2 separate regions of the Arachis hypogaea genome follow, and region 1 is linked to region 2. A link is a contact called in public Hi-C data. All regions are on one chromosome and are shown on one strand. The core of a region is the stretch at or near the end of the contact, and the rest is flanking DNA. Distances in the headings are between cores, read along the strand shown. Region 1 holds the start of LOC112766973 (oxysterol-binding protein-related protein 1C). Region 2 has its middle 11 kb from the start of LOC112764909.

Region 1 (5,406 bases), core at 2,619-5,118, 51 kb before region 2:
TCAGTAAGAAAAACCATGCCGGCAAAAAAAATGCAGACTTGCATTGTAGTAGAGACCTGTCGGCCAAATCTGGACTTACCCTTCTTCCCCATTCGTATGCTTGGTCAAGCAGATGTGAATATTCCATTTCTTCAAAACATTTTTGCAGGGAGGAGAGTGGCTCATTAAAATAAACAGGGAGGCAAACTTTAGTTAGATCCTTCCCTATATTATCCTTAATCATTGACCAGAGACTCACACCTTTCTCTTTCTCTACAGGGTCAGGCAATTTCTTACGCCGCTTAACATGAGGGTAGTTGCTTCCAACAGATCTAATGGCTGGATCTACATCATCCTCCGATTCGAATGCATAGAACCCATCATCATCAGAAGAGAAAGATGATACTCTATAATCAGACCCATTACTTTTGAAAGAACTGGACGATAGAAAATCGCGGGTGTCAAAAAAGGCATTGTCTTCATCATCTGTTTCTTCTTCTGCAGCATCATTTCTCTCGTTATCATCCTCAGATTCACTTGCACTTCCTTCTGATCAAAAAATGGGAAAATGAAATTCAAAGTTGTAGAAAGATCATTTAGGTAAAAACATCTGTATAGCATCAGGTATGAGGAGTCATCACGAACTATCAGACTATATATATATATATATATATATATATATAGAGAGAGAGAGAGAGAGAGAGAGAGAGAGATGGAAAGAGTTCAGAAAGGCAGTGGAAAGGAGGGAACATCCGTGCATCATACAACAACTTCAAACCGATGGTACATCAACATTAACCTTGCTGCTAATGCAGAAATGTCTCAGTTCCAACCATTATCACTGAAGGAGGCCACAAGACCATAAGAAATGAGCTACGACTAAAGACTTGCCAGTTAATCAAAAGGGAGCAATAATGACAGCATGCCATTCTACAAAAACTTACCACTAGATTTTTCCTGCCTTAATGTGGAGGAAGTCTCTTGATCATTCCACTGTCTTTGGCTCTCATCAACAACTGTATTTTCCAGATCGACCTTTTCTGTCTACAATATAATGATATAAATAGAAGTTTGTTAATAAAAACGAAGAAAAAGCAAATGCAATCCTTAATATGCCCAAAAAAAAAAAAACTGCATTCAAACACAAAAGATCAAGGCTTGCCACAGTCGATCAAAAGAATTTTATAATCAAGGGGAAGCTCGTGAAAATGCTGGATTTAAACATCAATGACTACTTTCATATCTTCAATATAGGATTTAATGGGTCTAATTGTAGAAAAGGATAAAAAAATATTCATCTTATTTAGGTCCTAGCCAGCTCTTTTACCCATGAAGGAAGATATCACCACAGGTTCTGCATGATGTTGTCTGCCAGAAAAAGAACTACATTTTTCACACAGGTTTGGGGGTGAAATGAAACTTAATCTTCTAAGTTTTCTCTAATTAGTCAAGAACACTGAAATTTAGATGTATCAACTTAGCATTGGTGTGGATCATCTGCATGGCCTTTAACTTGTAAAAAAATGAGCACAACAGAACAACAGCCATAAGTCTGATGACAAATTTATATAAATTTAGCATTTAGTTGAACATGCAGGCATAATTCTGCTTTGATCCTGCCAATAAGAATAAAAGGAAAAAGAAGGAACTTTGAAACTTCATATTAACTGTCAATTAATCATAGCTTCCAACTTCGTAGACAGAATCGTACCAAACTCCTGCCTCTTGCATCTATACTAGAAATTACAGATTCCAACGATGAATACATACAAGGCATGGAATTTATTGTGTTCACTCAGTACAAGCGGAGTAAACTGACAGAATTATACTACAGTCTATGGTTACGGAGGCACTTTATCTATCTAATGAACTATAGAAACTAGAAAGTAGCCTACAAATTTTGACTTTCAGAGATGAACGTACAAAAGTATAATCCAAGGGGGGAAATGGAAAAATTACAAAATCTGTGGCGTCCCCTGACTTAATAAAGGGGATAAATAGAAATTGAAGAACCAGATTCGCATGAAAATTGAATCCCCAAAAACACGAGTTTATCACCTTCAAATTTTAGGAAATACTAACCAAATGAAATCTAAATGAAAAAGGAGAACACCAAATTCGATTGGCATCATTCATTCATCAAGTGCTGTGCATTTCTACTCTTTTTGATTGGACGGTGTACCTCTAAGTGGCGCAATGTGTCAATGAGCATTGACTGCTTCTGCTTGAGGAGCTTAAGCTGGTTCTGCAGCGCCGCAAACTCTGTCCTCATGATCTGCTCGCTATCCTGAATGGCAGCCTCACTCACCCGTTCTTCTAGAAGCCTCTGCCTCAGCTTCTCCGTCGAGACGCTCACATTGTCCACGGGCGCCATCAGCTCGCTGTTCGAAATCCTTGGGAACATGTCCTTCACCGCTTGCAGCGCCTCCATCCACACCGTCCGATCCTCCCTCGTCTCTGCCCTCAGGTGCATCCTCTTCGTTCCCGTGAACACCGAAAACCTCTTATCATCGGATTTGCTCTCTCGAATCGTCGAAACCTACACGCAAAGAAATTCACACAGAGAGATAATAATTAAAAAATAAAAATAAAACAGAGAGAATGAAAATTCAGTATGAAACCTAAACTAGAGTGAAAAATCGGAAAAACCTTGAGGTGGATTTCACCGAAGGGCTTTCGACGGTGGTGTTGGGATTGGGAATTGCGGTTGCGAGAGATCCTGCGCATGGATTCCTCGCCGATGACCTTGGAGCCCTTCTCGGTCTCGGGATTCACGACGATCTTATCAGGACCGTGAATCTTGTAGTAGGAGAGAACGCCGTCTTGGAGCACGAACCACCGTGGCCTCCATCCTTTGCCATAATTCACCCACTTGTACAGTATTCCCGAGATTCCATTTCCGACGAGGTCGTTGATCTTCACATCAACCACCACCGGCGGCGGCGGTTGCTCCCGCTGCTGTTGTTGCTGGCTCCCCCGCCCGTGGTCTCCGTTGTTGTTATTATTGTTGTTGTTGTTGTGGTTGTTGTTGCTGCTGCTGCTGCCACCGCCGGCGGAGTGGTTGCTGCCGTAACTGTGGCTGTGACTGTGGCGTGGGGCTGAATCGGATCTGACGGCGGCGGAGGGGAGAGGAGGCATGGTGAAGTCCGCGAAGTGAGCCGCGGGCGTAGGTTTTACCGGAGAAGACTGGTCGGAGACGGCGGATACGCAGCAAAAAGGATGCATGTGTGCGTGAGATTTTTTTTAAAGCGGCGTTAGTGCGAAGGGGAATCGTTGAGTTGGATGGCGGCGCAGCCGGTTACGGCGGAGGTTGAAATATGCTTCATGCTAGAGAGAGCGGTCAGTATCAGAGAGGAAAGCACACGCGATACGGAAGATATGAGAAGTTTTATCCGAGGCGGAATTCGCGTGAGATAAAAACGGTTACGACTCAGCAGAAGAAGATTTTAAGTAAATAGATAATAAATAAATAATATATATAATTATACACATTTATTTTTCATTTATGAAATTAAATATTAATATTGAATGTTATGGTTAATACTTAATAGTAATTAATTAAGAGAATTAGAAAAGAGAGGGTGTGATTTGGATAATTGGTTGTTGTATTTGAGAAAGAAAGGAATCAGGGAAGGGGGAGAGGTTTTTTTTTTTTTCCGGTGCAATGAGGTGGCAGTGTGGAACAAGTAACAGGAAAAAGGAAGAGAGAGAAAGAAAAGTGAAGTGTGGAAGGAAACAAAGGAAGAAAGTAGAAAACCGAAGGGGTTGGAATTAGATGCCACTCTTGTTGTTCTTCTTCTTCTGTAATTATAGTTACGAGGGGGAAGGTTGGGGTGAGAATTATGATGACGATTGACTCGTCGCACGAACCTTGTTGTTGTGTTTGTTTGTTCTCTATAGTATCTGTGCCCAAATTTGAGGGGGAAAGGGCCGGGGAAGAGATTATGATTGTGTACGGCGAGGGTGCAGGGTGAAAGTGAGAGCAGGATCAATCACTCAATCAGAGCGTGACACGTGGGGTGTAACTGTGGGGACATGTGGAAGCTGCTGAAAGGGGAGGACTTGCTGGTTTTGTGGGGAATCAAAATCCAGTTTAAGATTGTGGGAGTTAGGGTCAGCTATTCCGGAGGAGCTCGTTGTTTGTTTTAAACTTGATTTTTTTTTTTTTTTTTTGGTGACTGAAATAAATTAAACAAAGAAAAACAAAAGAAACAAAACAAGGAACTGCTTAAATAGAGGGACAGTCCCGTTTAAGACTACTCTTAAACTCCTCCCAAGGTGAAAGAAGTTCCACATGCGAAAGTTGTAACTTCATCGCCATCTTTGCCATAGTATCTGCCACCGTGTTTGCATCTCTCATAATCAAACGAAAGTCAACACGCCAATTCCAATGCATGATATCTCTTATTTTGAGCACCAGTGGATCAATAAACCCAAAACCATCTTGAGTAACAAGATTAAATGCTTCCACACAATCTGTCTCACAAATAATATCTCGTTGACCCACATCCCAAGCTAAGAGATATCCTCTCCAAATAGCAAACAATTCTCCTTGAAGAATACTATTACTCTCAATCATTCCCAAACACCCCCTTTGCCAGCTCCCATTACAATCTCTAATAACACAAGCAAAACCAACACTATCACCCGAACCAAAATAACTAGCATCACAATTAATCTTAAAAGTACCAATGGATGGGGGATTCCAAAAACCATTTAGAGTAGAGGGAAGGGACATACGTTGTAATTCAAAAATATTTCTAAGCTCCTTTTCTGAAGTTAATGCCAGACAAATGACTTTTTCCGGAGGCCAAGTTTCGTGGGGATTAAAGATGTCATTATTCCTTGCTCGCCATATCCACCAAAGTCCCGAAAAGAACTTGAACGGGTGCTCTCTGCTATGATACAAGAACCAGTTCTTCAAATCCAAAGGATGACAAGGAATATCCAACCTTTGCCAGACAAGCTGAGCTTTTGGACAATCTCGAATACAATGTATAACCGATTCCTGGCTAGAAAGACATCTTGGACACCTATCCGATGACGACATCCCTCTTCTAAAGCGAAAACTTGCAGTAGGAAGAGCCTCCTTAAGACACAACCAAGCCAAAAACTTATGCTTTTCCGGAACAAGCTGACGCCAAAGCCAAAGCCAATTCTCCCTCTCCTCCCAACCAAACAGCTGCTTACACAACCACAAGTAACCATTGCGTGAGTCATAGACTTTGGCAGCAGACCCACTCCAATACCAACCCACTTCCGGACCTGCTTGTTCATCTTGATTTGACTCGTTTTATTAAACAGTTAGATTTAATTTTTTTTTATAAAATTTATTAGTTAAAAAAAGCTCATAGATTTAAAAGAATTTAATTTTGATGTATTACTGTATATAGTCTTGTAATCGTATTTATTTTGTAGAATAACTAT
Region 2 (5,552 bases), core at 683-3,182:
AATAAAAAATAATATTTAAAAAATATATTTAGTTGCACTGTATATTAACCAATAACAAATATTTAAATAAAATTTTGATCTGTGATGGATAAATTTTTAATCTGTTAAATTAAACTAAGAAATAATATGAGATTAAAAAAAAAAACGTAACTGTAATGACATCCCAAAATTTCCACCACTCTAGACTTTAAAGTTATCACATTTTCATTTGTCGTTGCTTAATTGGGAGAATGACAAGTTTAAAACCAAAGAAGATATACTAAAGAAAGAAAGAAATAAATAAAGTAAAGAAAGTGGGTTGACAAAACAGCCATTACCACTTCTCATGCGTATTTATTTATTTATTTATCTTTTGGCTACTGTTGTTTTGGCAAGGGCTAATCAAATCAATGATTGTGAACACCCTTTTTTTTATGATTATTTCACTTTAATGATTCAGTTAGTCATATCTACTTCGATAATGGCAAGATAATCATGTGTTTCTATTGTACAAGATTGAGAATATATACGGAAAGAGCTTTAGTAATCATATATTCAAACCATGCTTAAGATCTTAATAAAAGCTACTCTAATTAATTAAATAATACTTTCTCATTGGTTCAATTAGTTCAACACTCATTCTCACTCAACAATATAAAATATCTGTAATGTTAGAAAAACAAAAAACAAAAATCAAAATTTATCTTATTTAATATTTATTAATTATTATAATTAATAAATATTAAATAAGATAAATTTTGATTATTTTTTGTTAATTTTTTTTTTGTTATTAAACAGTTTTGGTAAAATATATACTATAAGAAAAGGAGTTTGAAAATTTTGTGTGATGATTAAACATCAATTTTAATATATTCTTGATCATTTTACAAACTAACATTTTTGTTTTATATGATTAAATGAGCCAAATTTAGACAAAAAAAATAGCCAAATTAATTATGTTTAAGTAATGATATTAATTAGAAAAAAAATTCACATATAATTTTTTTGTATGAAGTTAATAGTTATAAATTATTAAATAATAATTTAATTAAATATGTCAAATTATTTAATAATTTTTAATTTTATATAAAGATAAATGATGTAAAGTTTTATCTATGGAAAAGTATATGGAACCAAAATGTGACCAGCCAAAAAGTAAATAAAACCGTTTAATTAAAATCACTTTTTGAATAATATGTTTGAAAACCGCTCTTGAGATCACGGAGCACAAACCAAAACCCGATTTTTCATGGAACCCAAACACATTTTGGCTGATTTTTGGCTGATATGCTTTTGGTTCTCTAGTTGTTCTCTTTATCTATTAAAGATCTGCTTAGGAAGTTTTAAAAGTAACTTTTTTGAACTTTTGACTTATGAAAAGTAGTAGTATTAATGTCTGGTGCAATTTTTAAAACTAAATTGTAACTTTCTAAAAAGCTATTTAAGAGTTTATAAAAAAGTTAAAAAAATTGATTTTTTTTATAATACTACTACTTTTATCACATTTTTTTTTTAAAATAAGCACTTTTAAAACTAAAAATCTAAATACAAAATAATTTATTTATAAATTATTTTTAATATAATCATTTATTATTTAAGCTATTTTTTCAAAAGAAGTTTAATTAAGCTGTTTATCTAAACTGAGCCTAAATAGTTCAAATGAAAATCTTTGTAGAAAAAAAAAAAAAGGAAGAAAAGATGACAAAGCTAAAGCATGAATGGGAAATGGAGTATAGCATCTTGAATAAACAAGGACATAAGGTTAATGATAAGTGTAATAGTGAATGTACTATGCATGGTGTCTTATTCGGCCTCCAACTCCAACTTTCTTACCATATAAAATATAAATAAATATTGTTTTTATTGTTGTGTTGAAGTCACAAGTAATTAACTTAGGCCCACCAAAGGCCTGCTCCCCCATGTGATCATAGCAAAGGATCTTTGACTAATCTTCTTTTGTGTTTCTTTTTCCATTAATCATAAGTAATTATGGAACATAACATAACATACACTGCAGGCCCTGTCTCATGATCTGAATTCTCAGGCATATCCCATTCTCTCTTTTGTGTTGTGTTTGTCTTTGACTCAGATGCTTCTTAATTAACCTATTTAATAATTTCTTTCACTTTAATTCTTTCACATTTTCACCCGCCATTTTTTATTTGTCGTCACTTCCCAATTTTCATTGGAAGCAGACGTGTAAATTGTACCTTGTGCAATGCAAGATCAGAGTCGTACTATTATTTGTACATAATAATAATAATACTTTTATATTATAATAATACTTTTATATTTCCAGTGTTACAGTTGTTTTAACCGTTGATCTGAATTATAAAAAATATATATAATATATATTAATTGAAATCAACGGTTAAAACAACTGAAACACTGGTATTTTTCGGTACATTTAAAATTTTTTCTATATTTATATACATATATTAAATTTGCCTTAGAAGGAATATGTGAAATGTTATTAAGAATGGATTACAAAATGGAAAAAGAAAACTTTTAATTTTTTCCCTCATGTTTATATAGTGCCATATTTTTAAAATACATATGCATCAACATTCAAATATAACATTTTTTTTATTAATGTATGCTTTTACAAAAAAATTATTGCATAATTTTCAAATAAAATATTTTGAAAAATTTAAATCACTAACAATTCAATCATAAAAAAATAAAACTAATTCGATATTAATCAATGATGGGGTAAATTTGATAAAATATCCAAAATATTCATTCAGCTGTCTATTTTGAATAGTTTTATTGAACTAACTTAATTTTTTATAGATATAAAGTTATTTTTTTTCATAGTTAAAATTAGTAGTGCTCAAATCTTTTATGATAAAAAAATTATAATTTACTCTCAACAAAATGAGATAAAAAAATTGTGTACAGAAAGATAAGTATTGAAAAGGTAAAAATAGCAAAGTTTTTGTTTTTTCGATGTGTCTATGTTATAAAATAATTTTGTGTAAATGACTAAAATAGTACATAAAAACTCTATGTCGCTAATAAAAATAATTCTAAAAAATATAAAAGACAAATAAATTTTTGAAAAATAAAAAAATGTGATGAAAAAATATTTTTCTTTTTAGTAGCAAATATATTTTGTACAAACGACTTACACATTTTTGTAGAACATTTGAATACTTATTTAAAAGGAGCATGCAAAAAATTAGAGAAAAATTCAACCACTAGACCACATTTTTATTTTTTAAAATTTTTTCAATCATTAAAAAGAATCACGAAAACAATTTATTTTGTATAAATTTTAAACATTTTAAGAATAAAAATATTATTTTTTAATCATATTTACAAAAAATTATATCAAAATTAAATATCTAAAACTATTTTTGAGAATATATATGGTTATTTTATTTTTTTTTTAATTTTAAAAAAAATTATTTATCTTCGTATCTTTCAGCGGACTAGTGAGCTAACCACTAGACCAACCCAACTTGGTTTACCCAACAACTTTTAAACCAAATACAAATATTACTATTAGGTGCAAAATATGGACATAAATATAACATCTCATGTTTAAATATATGTACAATAAAAATGAATCTCTTCAATTTGGTTCCAAATATAAACATACTCAAATGATTGTGACATCCACTAACTTTATTAACGATTGTCTTCAAATATTAGGCGTTATTATTAGCCTTAACTATGAAAGAAAATTTTCCAAAACATGAGAACATGCAAGCAGTTTGAAATTCAGTGGTACGGTTGGCAATTCATATCCTACCTGCGGATATCTAATCAGTCCAATCCATTCGGATAGAGTAGGCTACTTGACCCGCTGCGGGTAGGATAGGGTACGGTCCAGGTATGCTTGTGAGTAAGGTAGGATACGGGTTTAGGGTGTACCCTACCCTACCCTACCCGCACATCATATATAACACATATTTTATAAAAATCAGGTATATAATGAAGGAAGTGAGAATTGAACCCACAACCTTCCTTATGTAATGACTTACAATAAGTGAACAACCACTAAAATTAATTAGTTAATTTAGTAATTTAGAGTATTAATTTTTTATTTTTTATGTTATTAATATGTATAAAATTTGAAATGATTGAATTTTATATTTACTTTGAAAAAATTTGATATTTCTGCGGGTAGAATAGGATAGGGTAGAGTTTAGAATTTTAGGATGCAGGTAGAGTTAGGGTTGAGAGATTCTCAACCCGCAAATAAAATAGGGTAGAGTTTTAATAAAATTTTCAACCTGCAGATAGGGTTATACCCTAGCAATTGCCAGCCCTATTAAGTGGTGTGAAATTACTTTGACAACTGTTTCTTAACTCATTCACTCACATGATGATGATGATGATGATGATGATTGCTGAAAACGTCATCAACAGCATAGTACTATCCATGGACACTTTACTTGTGAATATAGCACCAACCTGGAAAGCACACCATCATTCTTCACACTTTCACATATAATTTCCCTTTTATGATAATCTTACACAACACCTTGAAGGTACAATTTATTTACATATATAGAATCTTCATTTCCTGAAGCCTCTCTTGTAATATAGTGACACAATTTACAGTTAAAAGTTATCTGATTTCTGATCCCAGACCCTCTTAATAATAATGCCAAGAAACCAAATGGTACTTTAGACAGCTAGACTAATTAAGTTATTAGGACCTACTACATTCATATTATTAATTGTTAATTAATATTAATAGTAATTGTCATAAACATGTTCAGAATATTACAGATGTTATGTCTGATAGCGACATGTACCAAATTTAGTGTTACCAGCTATGTTTTCCATAACCAATGCCTAAAGAACTCTATTTGTGGGTGTGGGGAGGGAGGGTGGCTCGAGAAGTGATGACAAATAATAGAGCTAGTAGTAATAGCCAATTGCAGTTCATAAAATATGTATTTTTTTTTTTTTTTTGGTCTTGACAAAATATGTATTTATTTTTCTTATTTTTATTATTGAATTGAGTATACCATTAAATTAATTTCAGTCTGATAGATAAAAGTAAATCAATTAAACATATAAAGAAGTGTGTTTTATGAAAATATTTTTAGAAGAGATTTATGACTCAATTAGTTTGAATTAAATACATATTTTTTATGAGTAAAGTATACTTTTTGTCCCTAAAGTTTGACAAAAGTTTCAAAAATATTCCTAAGTTTTATTTTGTTTCAATTTTATCTCAAAAGTTTTCGATTTGCATCTAATATACCCATGACAGCTAATTTCTCAAAAAATTTAAGACCAATTCAACAACAATTTTATAAGAACAACCTCAACACAAGCAAATCAAGTATAATTTTCATGCATTATTGTTAGATTGGTCTTAAATTTTTTGAAAATTTAGTTGTTGAGGGTATATTTGACGCAAATCGAAAATTTTTGGGACAAAATTAAAACAAAATAAAACTTAGGAGTATTTTTAAAACTTTTATCAAATTTTAAGGACAAAAAGTATACTTTACTTTTTTTTATTTTCATTAAATTGCTGTATGTACAAAATGAGATTCGAGTTTAAGACACTTACTTGAGTGGAAGAGTGAAAATTTATTAGTTTAGCA

Evidence for each region. Hi-C and Micro-C count contacts between places; a contact is called where the count stands out from the background.
Region 1: a Hi-C map of leaf shows a contact between it and region 2, with 3 times the contacts expected there. The contact joins the promoter of LOC112766973 here to the enhancer-like site in region 2. A contact is called at or near these places in 4 of 8 Hi-C or Micro-C datasets (leaf and an unstated tissue).

What each region holds. Positions count from the first base shown.
Region 1 is chr17:127,509,465-127,514,870 of arahy.Tifrunner.gnm2.J5K5, reverse strand. LOC112766973 (oxysterol-binding protein-related protein 1C) reads right to left here and starts at 3,868. Exons shown (of 10, transcript XM_025812861.3): 1 at 2,629-3,868; 2 at 2,162-2,518; 3 at 924-1,023; 4 at 80-525. The coding sequence starts at 3,204.
Region 2 is chr17:127,456,086-127,461,637 of arahy.Tifrunner.gnm2.J5K5, reverse strand. No RefSeq gene overlaps it. Among protein-coding and RNA genes, the nearest start is that of LOC112764909, 11 kb to the right of the region's middle. Within about 2 kb of position 1,932, at least 1 of the 3 cell types and tissues checked has open chromatin away from gene starts, as enhancers often do.